2 separate regions of the Danio rerio genome follow, and region 1 is linked to region 2. The links are chromatin contacts, called in public HiCAR-type maps. All regions are on one chromosome and are shown on one strand. The core of a region is the stretch at or near the end of the contact, and the rest is flanking DNA. Distances in the headings are between cores, read along the strand shown. Region 1 has its middle 18 kb from the start of si:dkey-246j7.1. Region 2 overlaps LOC141376524 (a long non-coding RNA gene).

Region 1 (6,793 bases), core at 1,262-3,761, 160 kb after region 2:
AATACATAGAATCTTGACGAACTCTGGGAGTCCTACAAGAACGCTTTCTTTGCCATTCCAGTTGACTTTATTAAAAAGTTATTTGAGTCATTGCAGAGATGTATGGATGCAGTCCTCCAAGCTCATGGGAGTCATACACAATATTAACTCTTTTTCCACTACACCATGACTTTATATTATATACTGTACATTATTTTTGTTAAGTGACTAGACTTTTGTCTCAGCAAAGTCAGACCTTACTGTGCTCTTTATATAATTAAAAATCAAGTCATGATCATATTTAATTTTAATAATTAATAAATAATAAATAAATAAGCGTAATCTAGAGGCCTTTGCCTTTCATATAAGATATTTCTGATACCAAATGATCAAAAGTTATTATTTGTTGTTCCTAAAACTTGGATAGGCGACAAGACTTTCGTCTGGTAGTTTACATTTCCTTACAAAATTATTAGGGTGATACAATAATTATCATTAAAAAATCCCACAAAATCAAACAAAAATAAATAAATAATGAAATTATTATTAATGAAATTAACAGGACTCTTGTAGAACCTCATGATTACTTCTCAAGGGCAAATAAATCTAACTATTGACAATATTAAAATAACTTTAAGTTAAACATGTATAGATTTTTGTTTGTTGTATACCTAAAGAGATAAAACTAAAATATTTGTCCTTTTGAGAAATGAAAACAAACTGACAAAACAACCAGTGATCACATGCATGTGCCCACAAAAATAACTAAACATGTAACAGAGTGGATAGTGATGTCACTCCAGGAGAAACATTACATAACTGCACACATATGGATCATTCACAGACAAATAGTCCTGTTGTTGTGTTTTTAAATACGTGGATGCATCTATAGACTGAATATGTAACTCATATGTACTTTAGCAATCTGTTTTCAAAAGTTAGTATTTTTAGCCAATGTTGTTGCAGTCTAAACACATAACCATAAACAGGGTATCACCTTACTGTGATCAAACATCTGCATCCTCACAAACACCTATTATGGCATTTAATCTGTCATGAATAAAACCCATGTTTCGTCTTACACATTTATCTCCTTGAAAATCTAGTTTCAGTAACACTGGCAACTAAAATGTCAACATGTTTGTGTCCAGAACTGTGGGAACATCGCTAACAGAATCATATTTTGTTTATTGTGGTCTTGGGTCTGGCTCAACTAGAGCAGCGCACTGCAGAGAGCAGGTGACAGATTGTGACTTTTTGTGGGGAAAGCACCACATGAGGCAACTCTACTGCAATCCTCCATGTGCACAGAAAAAAACATCCCTCCAACAAAACATCTCTGGCCATTCTCCAAATGTCCTCCCCTTTTCGCGCAAGCCCCCCTCCCCTTCCCTTGTGCCTGGACGGTTTGTTTTTGAGAAGCCCACATGTGATAGAGTGGGAGGGGGTCTCGCTGTATGATGAAAACAGGAATGACTTCCCAGCTCAGCTGCATCCATCAAAACAAGTTCAAAAACATGAAAACATATCGGCCGTTGCTTTCGAAGAAGAGTAGAGGGGAGGCAGTATGTTGCTGTTGCTGTTTTTATCATTGTTGTTTTCAACTTTCTCAATACAGGGTAAAAGGAAATGCCATGCAGTCACTGTGTATGTAAAGTAAACAAGGAACGCTGAGTCATGGAGAGTACCGGGAGAAACAATGACTGAGCAAACTCTCTCTTCCAGCGTGGAATTAAATGCCACTCGAAGGATACAGTTTCGAAAGCACATAGAAGCTATTATGTATGTTTTCTAAATGTTTCATCATGTTTTTGCACGATTTTTATGGATGGCACCCTAACAATTAAATTTAATATTTATAAAAAATAACATACATTAGTTTCTGTTCATTATTTAAAGGGATAGTTCAGCCTAAAATGAGCATTTACTTAATTTTTACCCACCCGTAAGTGGTTCTAAACTTGTATTAGTGTCTTCTGATGAAACAAAAGATTTTACGGAGAAAGCCTGTAACCATTGACTTGCATATTAGGAAAAACAGATACTACAGAAGTCAAAGCTTTTTGAAAATATTGTCTACTGTGTTTAAAAGAAAGAATTAGCTCAAACAAGAGTGAGAAAATTATGACCTTTACGTTTTTTAAGGCAAACTGACCCTTTAAAATATGCTAATCGTAGTAAACGTTTAGTAAATGTTCAAGTACGTAAATGTAGTATACATTGCATTTTTTCTGAACAATTCAGTTGATAAAACATCACATCTCAGTCAGTCTGATCTCCTGCAAACGTTTGATGCAACACGAATGCAACAGCAACATACCAACCCCGGTTATTGTGTCGCTGTAGTAAAAATAGACGCCAGCTACAACTCAACACATATTTGATCAGATTTGGGGATAGACGCATACATCAGTGTGTTGGGAAACTAGACAGTAGTCAGCCGTCTGGTTTCCTGCAGAAGCTCCTAGACAAGATCCTGAAAATCTCCGACCGCTCGGATGAGTCAAGTCTACTGGCGACCTGATGTAACAGCAGAGGAATTTACCTCAGCCACCCTGGCCGTCTGCCCTGCACAGCAGACTAAACAACAAGAGACAGCCACAGAAATAGCAAACACTGGTCTTGTATCGCCACCTGCTGGTGAACTATTACAGGATTCGCATTGGTCAACTTTTATAACTTTTATGGACGATGCTCTGTCTGAAAATGGTATTTTTGTAAACGAATCATGTCTAAATGTTAAACATTAAATATTTAACCGGAAATGACAGAACCTGGAAGAATAATTTGAAGTGGATTCCCTCTAATTTGGTTTTGGTTGTGGAAAATAACTTGAGAATACTTACAGCATAAAAATAGTGAGATTTATAAGTGAATTTGTCTATTTTAGAAAAATCATGTTTCTAAAAGTTATTAGGTAGGCCTAAGACTGTTGGTACAGATGCTGTACCATTAGGTTATTTTACTTATTAATATAAAAGGCATTACAAAACAACCTTATGTTGATGAACATAATGTTGTACAATGAGGTAAATAGTCACAAGGACTTTTAATTTTTAATAAGCCGCCTTAAACACCTCTGGTGCTAATGCACAGCTAGTGTTTTCCAGCCAACAATAAACTTCCGGTGAATGGTTAATGTGACTATTTTCCATTTCATAAGGTTCTTTTTACTGCATCAATGTTGAAATGTAATTAAAATACATTCAGTTAAATATATTTAAGCATTCATTTATTTGTTGAAGCTTAAAACAAGATGAAAGATTGAGTAGCCTCTAACGCCGTCAGGATCAGCAGGCTAGCGCCGCAAATCAATTGATAATACTTGACAATAACTGATAATAATTGATAATAACCGGTTTTAAGGTTTACTGTGGTTTGGAAAAGGTTTTTAAACCGCTCAATTTTTCTGTTATACCATTCCTACAGTACCTGTACTTGTTTTTTTATTTATTTTCATATGCTTTTTCTGACTTTTTTTGTTTTGTTTTGTTTTACAGCAACAAGGACCATTCACATCAAAAACTACTGGTTTGTATGATTCTTATGGTCAGGCTTAGGTAGCAACATCCAAGCATGCTATAAACCCGAACAGTGCAGTGACTTACTTTATGTCCAAAGAAAAGAAAGATATGCAAACATGACTTATCAAGTTGTAAAGAAATCCGTTTTTGAAACTAATAAAGATAGCAGAAGTCAATTATTTATTTTAATTATTTAGCCTGACGTTTGTTTAATGCATTTAACCATGTAGACATGGTCAAGACAATCTGCGGCAGTTCAAACTGTGCATCAGAATAGGGAAGAAAGGAGATTTAAGTTATCAATAGTACCATTCAGCATCTTGTCAACACCACAGACTACCTGAGTATTGTTCTGACCATGTCCATCCCTTTATGACAACAGTGTACACATCTTCTGATGGCTACTTCCAGCAGGTTTGTTGAACATGACAATGAGTTCACTGTACTCAAATGGCCTCCACAGTCACCACTTAATCCAATAGAGCACCTTTGGGATGTGGTGGAACGGGAGATTCGCATCATGAATGTGCAGCCGACAAATCTGCAGCAACTGTGTGATGCTATCATGTCAATATGGACCAAAATCTCTGAGAAGTATTCCCAGTACATTGTTGAATCAATGCCACAAAGCATTAAGGCAGTTCTGAAGGCAAAAAGGGTGTACCTAATAAAGTGGCCGGTGAGTGTATATTAAAGCACTGATCACAATACTGTGTATCCGAGGTACAGTATGTTTATCCAAGATTATCACACTGTCAGAATCTTATTAAATGTCTTTCTTGTGTTTTAGAGAAAAAACTGACAAAGCTGAGCTGGAGCAGACCAGTTGGCTAAGTCTATACAACAATTCCAGTGTTCTGGCTGTCCAAAGAACAGAGTCCAAGCATGTTTTATTAACAGGAAGTGGAGGGTGGCACAGAGTACATGCGGTTGATGCACTGCCATTCTGGAATTCTCTTGAGCTTCCCAGCATCGCACAGACCATAAGTAGATCTCTCAGCAAATCCCAGTCACAGAGCAACGGCGGCATGGCCAATCAGAGAATTTGTCCCCCTCAGCCAATCAGCTGACTTGACCCCTAAGGTTCTGGAAAAATATTCAAGGGATGTGAACCAATGCTGCTGTGCTGTACACAGTGTGCTACTGGTGTGTGAAAGCAACATCAGATCAATATCGAGAGTGGGTGTGTGTGTGTTTGTGTTTATGCAGTCACAGTGATGTCACTGGATCAGGGCCAAATGTTGTATTATTGTTTATTATAACATTTTAACAGTACAAAAATATACATGCCAGTGGGTAAGCATAAATCAAAATACAAACATACATATGTAATAATCAAATAAATACATTGTAGAGTTCACAAAGTTTTAAAGCGCATTTTTATTTAGAGAGTCTCTGATACTACTAATATATAAGCATAATTCAGTCATCAACACCTTAAAGTTGGGTTTCCTATTGGTAAATTTACATATATGACTGTAAAATTTTGTTAGCAAAATAATTAAATTAATTAAATAAAAACAGTTTTCCTCTTGAATAGTGTACATAGAAATGGATCAGGGCCTAATGTTTGTGCAAAGCTACGTCTCTGAGGGGAGTTTTTGTTTGCATTCGATGACATTTGCAAAAACAGAACAGATTTGCTTACTTTGTATATGCAGGGCGGTGTTTTGTTTTGTCCACAAGATGTCGCTATGACACTGGTGTATTTGTGGTATTTTGATTTCTTTTGTGTTGTTTGAGCCTCTTGACATGCTAAAGTGTTGAAAAATGCGCAGTGCACCATATTTTCCTCAGTTTGTGTTATCAACACTGATAGGTAAGACGCGTTCATGATTGTGGGATCCTTATCTAAAATACATCTTTGTTGTTAATGCTCAAAAGTTCTGTTTAACGAGATATTCTGTGTACTAAACTGTTAAAGATCAAATGCAGAGTTATATGAAAAGTAAAAGGTTGTTTTATTTTTTATTTTTGTTATAAAGCGATTAAGGAGCGGTACGTACGGTGGCCGGGAAGTGCAAAACAACATTACAAAGTGTGAAACAGTTTTACAAGGCTCGAGACAAATTAACATTTTGAAAAACATTTTTACTTATCATCAGACATAATTACATAGGAAAAACAATTTTACCAAGGACAAAACAAATTTACATTTTAGAAAAAAATAACAATCTCCCTCGGATTGGAGTTCGGTGCGCAGTAAAGCCTGGTTTATACTTCTGCGTCAAGTGACCGGCGCAACTCACGGCGCAGGCATCGCGCGCAACTGTGCATTTATACTTCTGCGCGCTGTCTCCGTTGGTCTGCATTAACACTTCCGAAACGCTAGTGGGCAGTGAGGTGTAAATGTTCCTCTGTGTCGAGTTTCTTCGCTTCTTTTTGCTATTCTGAACACTTCCTGGATGTACAAGTGACTCAAACTCGCTCATTTTGAGGCAGGAACCGGCGGACGTGCAACAACTTTAACCATGAGGTAAACACAGAACAAAACTTTCCATCCGGAGCTCCTTCACGGGACTCCACACTTGTAAACAATCGCTCGCGCCATTCGCGCAGGCTTTCGGTCCCGCCCAGACTCGTCGGCGCTAGCAAGCCGACCAATCACAGAGCTTGTGCTACGCATTGTTGCGACGTGTAGTTACAATTTTTGAGAGGTGCACGTCAGTGACGGCGATGGCCACGGCGAAGGGCTATGCGTCAGCGCCGTAGCCTACGCCGGTGTTTGACGCAGAAGTATAAATCAGCCTTTAGACCGCTATCTACCAACACCACCCTGTACGTTTACACACTGCATAGACTGTAGGTCCACACCATAGACTGTAAAAACACACACACGTGGTATGAATTACATGTTTTAAATGACAGCGAGACATGCTACGTTTAGTTTTTATTGTAAAATATACATTATAACCAAGTACACAGTAAAATAATATGTTTTGAAACACATTAATACAAACTGGCCACCATTTGATTTTTTTTCGTTTATGTATATTTTTATCAAACAAAAAATGCAATGAATTTTTTATTTTGGTTTTCATTATATTTGAATTAATATAATTAATAGGCTACACAACTCCTAACATTGGCTCCAGTTGCATTTTTACAGATATCCTGCAAATAGACTTTTTTTGGCTCAAAGACATTTATGCCTGTTAATTTCAGTGCTGTGTTTTGACATATTTCGCAAAGGCTTCAGCTATTCTACCTGTCAGCTGCACCAGCCTAAGTTTTGCAACTTGACTTGTGTGCGTGTCGATGTCTGAATGACAGAGAGAGAGAGAGAGAGC
Region 2 (6,907 bases), core at 515-3,014:
AGTGTCAACCAAATGCATAAAAAGTGATGTGCCATGCAGGGAATTCTGGGAAAGTCAATTTACAGTTATTCGCCGTATATATTAAGGAAACATACCGTTAACCGTTACGAATTTGTACTGTAGCATTTTTTACAGTTTTTTACCGTTGAAATCACGGCCATTTTTTACAGTGCAGCTAGTACTCGATCCAGGGACCTTCTTGCTGCAAGGCGACAGTGATAACCCCTGAGCCGTCGCGCCGCCCTCATGCTAACTTGTATAATACTTTTTTTGTGGCTACACTTTTTAATCAGTGTGTAGAAGTTTAACCATAAAACGTGTGCTAACAATTATCCTGGTTCAGCGCTCTACCCTACAGACATCCACAGAAAGTGAGTTACTGTCAACGCACAGCAAATCCATTTTCTCCCACCACAACAAAGATGCAGCGTCTTGTAAGTTTGTGTGATTCCAGCAAACAAATCCTGGACTGTTACATTCATGCGCTCTGTATAATTTTCAATTGAAAGTTAAATGCAATGTAGTGAAACGCAAATAAAGCAGGACTGAGAGAAATGTCATGATGATCAAATTGCCGTTTATTTATAGATATCATGTGCTCTTGAATTGGTAGCTACGTGTCCAGAGTTTGTGGGTTATAATTACGATCAAAGAGATCGAGCCCCCAACCTCAAGCACAGGGCTGACTCAATGAGACGTACCGACACTAAAAATAGAAACGACCCCATTGCCATGCACACGCACACACACACACACCCTCTTGTTATCCCTATTTTCTGACCAACAAAAAGATGATGGGAGGGGCAGTGTGTGTATGGTTTTGCATAGGGGGGAGTATGGACGGTTAGCACTGGAAACTTGACTCATTCAATTGTCCCACAATTGCTGCCCTGAAACTCTAGCACCAAGATCCCCCCTTTACTTTTTCATTATGCATTTGACATTCTCAATAGCTCTAAAAAAAAGCTGGATTCCACACAATCGATTTGTGTTAGTACAACATGAAGGAATTAAGTTAACTTCTTAGTTTTTGACACATTTAAGCCCATCCATGATGGAAGTCCAGCAATCTCCAGCCTCATCGCCTAGACTGCAACTCTGCACAAGAACTTTGGCCAGAAGAGAAATGGTCATCCCCAGCTGAGCCTGGTTTCTCTTGAGGTTTTTTCCTTCACTTTCGTCAATTGGTGAAGTTTTGTTCCTCGCCACTGTCGGCACTGCCTTGCTTGGTTTTGGGACTTATGGAGCTGCGCATCGATGGATTTGCTCTTCAGTGTTTGGACTTTCAGCAGTGAAAATGAATCCACACTGAACTGAAATACACCGAACTTCAATTCTGAAAACTGAACCGACAGTTTCAATTAGAACTTCTATGTTAAGCTTCTTTGACACAATCTACATTGTAAACGCGCTATAGAAATAAAGACAAATTAAATTGAACAGTTTTTCCCTCCAAAATCTCAACTCAACTCATTTTAAACAAGTAGTTTTGACCGAGCAGCAAACAGTAAGTGCCATAAAGAGTGAGCATGTGCAAAACAGAAACGGCAGAACATTCCAGACAGGTTCCGTACAGTGGCTTTGACTAGGAAACATGTTAATCTACTTATTTATGGATGCTCAAACACACAGAAAGATCTCCGGCTGACTCACTCACTCATGCCACAGGCTGGGAAAATCGTCTGGACTGGAAGTCCTTCCACCCGACAATCATAGGAGCAATAACCACCTCACTACTGGAACTAAATAAACTTCACACATACACACCGAAGCTTGAAATGGAAACGGGCGCTTGGGTAGAGCAGCCACAACAACACAACCCTCCTCTCGGTGGTTGAAATGTGGTGAGAAGCTCCACATTTAAATCATTTTGTTCGTCTGCAGACTTTGGGTAAACCCAAATCGCCCTAATACGCCTATTTGGCCCATTCACAATCAAACCCTCCTCAAAAGGGCGCCGATCTGAATACGGGAATGTGCACAAGTCTGACCAGACAGCTTCTCCTTCATTATCCATGTAAAAATACGTGTCTAAGATTAAACGCTGATCCCACATAAATGTCACAGCCTTCTAAATTAGTACCGAGCTGAATGCTAAAACAATCATATCTGATATTGTGTTCACTGGGATATTTTTAGCCATAACAACCAAGGGTGCAGTATAACTGAAAAAAAAGGAGTGGAAGTTGTTTTTATAAAAAGAAGTACTTTTATAACTGAATGTAGTTTCACAAACTAATTTCGAGAGGAGCACGTGATATGATTGACTTCAGCTGGCCACTCATCTACACTCATTGGGTAGCCAATCGGATCGATCCAAAGTCACTATAAATAACCTAGCTAAGATATACTCCCTTATTTTCGTTTTCTGAAGAAACCGAGGGGAGCTCTCGAGAACACCTGACCTCGTACTCCCCTCACAGGCTTTATGGACCTGGCGGGAGCCCTGGGCTCAACTATCTCCGAGCTCAGGGTTCTCTCCCGGGACAGCATGCCAAACCTGCTAACTTGCTAACAAGTTGTCAAACAGTATCTAAGTGTAAACTCTTTAAATATTCTCATTAATATGACTGTTGTCTTGAGTTAAACTGATACCCATTCTGGGTTCTACACATACAGTTGAAGTCAGAATTATTCGCCCTCCTTTGATATTTTTTTTTTCTTTTTTAAATATTCAGAATATTAAATTATGTTTAACAGAACAAGGGCATTTTCACAATATGTCTGATAAAAAAAAATCAGAAGAAAGTTCTATTTGTTTTATTTTGGCTAGAATAAAAACAGTTTTTAAATTTTTAAAACTCCTTTTAAGGTCAAAATTATTAGCCCCCTTAAGCTATATAGATTGCAGTTTTGCGTTACGTCGCCGATTTTGATCCTGCCGCAAAAATCATTTTAAACCCAGAAGATGAAATTAGCCGACAAAAGCTTAAAATTCTCCAGTTTTCCCCACAGTTAAAGCTAACATTGTCCTAACAGATGCTCAGCACACACAAATCTGTTAAAATCTCAAAAAAAAAGTACCCGAGGGTTTCTTAAACCTTTAACAAAGAATGGAACTTCAAGGAAACTCGCATGATGTGTTTTTAAATTCGAAAGTACCTAAAACTAGTTTCATAGTATCAGAGCAACAACATAGTTTCCTCATCAACTTTCTCTGGGCATACACAGAAAACAGAGCTGAAAAAGAGAAACGTCTAAAGCATCTGCAGTGAGCCTACACTAATGGAAAGTTAGAACGTGTCATCAAAGAGTACGGGGCTGCCCGTCTATACAACAAAAGCAATTTGGGATGCTTAAAGGTTCAAGAAACCCTCAAGTACTTTTTTTTTTGTTTTTTTTTTGAGATTTTAACAGATTTGTGTGTGTTGAGCATCACTTAAGACAATGTTAGCACCTGTCAGCTTTAATTGTGGGAAAAACTGTATCATTTTGAGCTTTTGTCGGCTAATTTCATCTTCCGGGTTTAAAAGGATTTTTGGGGTGGAATCAAAATCTGTGACGTAGCGCAAAACTGCAAGTGCATAGCGGAGTTTTCTTATTTGAGAAGACCCTGCTTCTTAATTATTCAAGACTGCACATGCTTTCTGAAGGCAAGACAGACCTGCCAAGCTGTGAGACCTTATGTTGATGACTGGGTGAGACTGCGTAAACGGACTCTGCCGACGGCACACAGTGTTTAGCTGTTCATGAAGTCTTGTATGTGTTCCGTGATCCACTGGGTTTGTTGCTTGTTTTATCCCCGAGATCCTGTCATCGCCAAATTTTTTTCTGTAATCACAAGTTAATTTAATTTACTTAATTTTAAAATAGAAATAGAATTATGCAAAAGTATTTTAAAGACATATGCACAATGTTTGATTAGTTTTACAATGCTAAAATGTCTGCATGAACACTTTGCATATGCCGGACTTTTGCCCGCTCACGTGCGTATAGTGGAAAGCAAATGCAAAAATGTGTGGATATCAATAATGAATATGTGTTTATCAGAAAATGCTTACCAAATGTTTATTAAAAATTGCTTATTTAGTTGAGAATACCTATAGTTTTATGTTTTGCAAGTTGTTTTGTATTATAGAACTTAATAATTAATGTTTATGAGTTTCTTTAAACTTGCTTTTAGATGATAATTCATGTTTTAATATGGAAATTGTTTATAAAATCCCTCTGCCTTTTCCAGTTATATTTATAATATTTCCAGTAATATTTATAAAGAAGGATTTGTCTAATTGTGTACTTTCATTTCAGTTGTATCATAAAAGGTACAGAACAGTATCATAAGAGGTCTTTTCTGTACCATATAAGGTACAACTTTTACAAAGGTACAAAACTGTTCCTTAAGGAACATTGTTTGTACCACGTTGTACCTTTTTTTTTTTTTTAAAGGTGTGGAGTCTTTGTTATAACCCTGCTGAAAAACAACAACATCAAATGATAATACAGCTTTAACTTTGCATTTGCATACTAATGTGTAGTGAAATTCTTTTGAAAAGCCGATGTTATGAAGTGTGACGTACTACTCTTTATCTAAAACTACAAGAAAAAAATGTCACACTGCAGGAATTTCAAATGATCTAGTCAAGAATGAATCAACTATTTATTAAGGGGTGGCACTGTGGCTCAGTGGTTAGCACTGTTGCCTCACAGCAAGAAAGTCGCTGGTTCAAATCCCGGTTGGATCAGTTGGCATTTCTATGTGGAGTTTGCATGTTCTCCCTGTGTTCTTATAGGTTTCCTCAAGTCCAAAGACATGCGCTACAGGTGAATCGAATAAGCTAAATTAGCCGTAGTGTATGTGTGTGAATGTGAGAGTGTGGATGGGTGTTTCCTAGTGCTGGGTTCTGTCTGGAAGGGCATGTGCTGTGTAAAACATATGCTATATAAGTTGGCGGTTCATTCCGCTGTGGGAACCTCTGATAAAAAAAAGACTTAGCTGAAGGAAAAAAAATGAGAATTTGCTAACTTTTAATTCAAGTGAGCCAAACTTTAACAAAAGATTGCTCTCTGAAAAATACCCATATAAATCATTTTTAAAGTCTTTGTGTAACCTGCATACTAATCATACTTGTATGTGATAATGCGTTTAAAAAATGAAGCTGTCATGAGGTCAAGTCAAGGGGTAACTGTTTAGTTAGAAACAAGACAACCAGGTGCGACTGAATCTAGTAGCTCCCGTTTTTTAAAGAAGACATGCAGCTGTTGTCGTTTAACAGCGTCACTCTGCGAACACACCTGCTGCTGACCACACACACTCACTCACACACACTGATGTCACTGTGTAGGTCAGCAGAAACTCTCAGCTATGACATCATCATACAAGCTTCTCACAGCCTGCAGCACGCGCGTCACTGTAGAAATGCTTGTGAATGATGTCTTGACGCTTTACGTAGTAACTGTCACCAAGAGAGCCAAGAGAGTGACAATTAAAGTGCCATTAAAATAGCTTCCCATCCGGAGTTGTGCATTAATTACTTATCTGTGTGCGTATAGCCAGCCTTGGAGCAAATGTATTGACAATTAATGTATTGTGTACATAAAAAGATGTAATAAGCTTTTGTTTTATGAACATTTTAAAGTATAATCTTCTTAAAGATGTATTCTAGGCAATTTAATAGACATGCTGCTGATCAAACAGTCTCAAATGTCACCTTGATGTTTGAGTTGTATCAAGGTGTGTTCCTTAAATAAAACACACATACAGTATGAGAGGGTCATCATAGCATGTTGCTAAGCTAATATATTCTTATAACCCTGCTGAAACAACAACACAACAACAGAAAGCAAGATTCTGATAGTTTCCATTACAAAAACCAAGATTTTTAAGGTTCCATAGTACAAATCTGGCTATACCTAGATAGAGTTGAATAATAAGAGTTCAGTACATGCAAATGGGATACTGTGAACCTCAAACACCATTGTTTCCTCATTCTCATTTAAATCCTGTGAGTGTAAAACCCCAGTGAAAACATGCAAATTGGAACCAAACAGACTGTTATGTTGCACATGAAATCATTAATATGTACACACCTGACAAATGTTTTGTCGTTGATCACAGTTGTAAGAGAAACAAATAATAATTTAACTTCTAGTTGATCAGAAAAGTGGCAGAAGGCAGTTTTTTTGGATGGATCATCTGTTGAACTGCATCCCGATCATCACTAATACTGCAGAAGACCTACTGGAACCCGCATGAAGCCAAGATTCTTACAGAAATCAGTCAAGTTTGGTGGGTCATGGTTTGGGGTAACAATCAGTATGTGGGCATGCAAGATATCTGCTGAGTGGATGGCAACATCAATAGGCATTTGTGCTGCCCATTACATTACAAACCACAGAAAAGGGCAAATTCTTGAGCAGGATAGAGCTCCTTCTCATACTTCAGCCTCCACATGAAAGTTCCTGAAAGGAAAGAAAATACTTCAGGATTGGCCAGCCCAGTCACCAGATATGAAAATTATTAAACATGTCTGGGGTAAGATGAAGGAGGAAGCATTGAAGATGAGTTCAAAGAATGCTGATGTACTGGGAGTCCTGCAAGAACGCTTTCTTTGCCATTACAGATGACTTTAATATTAAGTTATGAGTCATTGCAGAGATGTATGGATGCAGTCCTCCAAGCTCATGGGAGTCATACACAATATTAATTCTTTTTGCCACTGCAGCATGACTTTATATTCTATAATATGCATTATTTCTGTTAAGTTCCAAGACTTTTGTCTAAGCAAAGTCAAACCTTACTGTCCTAATTAAATCATTAAAAATCAAGGCATGATCATGTTTTATTTTGGTAAAATAAGTGTAATCTAGAGGCCTTTGTCTTTCATATAAGCCACCTCTGATGCCAAATGATCAACTAGAAGTCAAGTTATTTTTTGTTGTTTCTAAAACCTGGATAAGGCAAGACTTT

What was found. HiCAR-type assays count read pairs that join an accessible place to other places.
Region 1: a HiCAR-type map of caudal fin shows a contact between it and region 2, with 7 times the contacts expected there. The contact joins two enhancer-like sites. A contact is called at or near these places in 2 of 18 Hi-C or Micro-C datasets (caudal fin and an unstated tissue) and 1 of 4 datasets of contacts at active chromatin or transcription factors (caudal fin).

Annotation. Positions count from the first base shown.
Region 1 is chr11:6,742,955-6,749,747 of GRCz12tu, forward strand. No RefSeq gene overlaps it. Among named protein-coding and RNA genes, the nearest start is that of si:dkey-246j7.1, 18 kb to the right of the region's middle. Within about 2 kb of position 2,512, at least 49 of the 62 cell types and tissues checked have an H3K27ac peak or open chromatin away from gene starts, as enhancers often do. A contact at or near this core is called in caudal fin, where this site is marked.
Region 2 is chr11:6,586,302-6,593,208 of GRCz12tu, forward strand. LOC141376524 (a long non-coding RNA gene) reads right to left here. Exons shown (of 4, transcript XR_012386963.1): 4 at 2,669-6,399. Among named protein-coding and RNA genes, the nearest start is that of gadd45ba, 26 kb to the left of the region's middle. Within about 2 kb of position 1,765, at least 6 of the 62 cell types and tissues checked have an H3K27ac peak or open chromatin away from gene starts, as enhancers often do. A contact at or near this core is called in caudal fin, where this site is marked.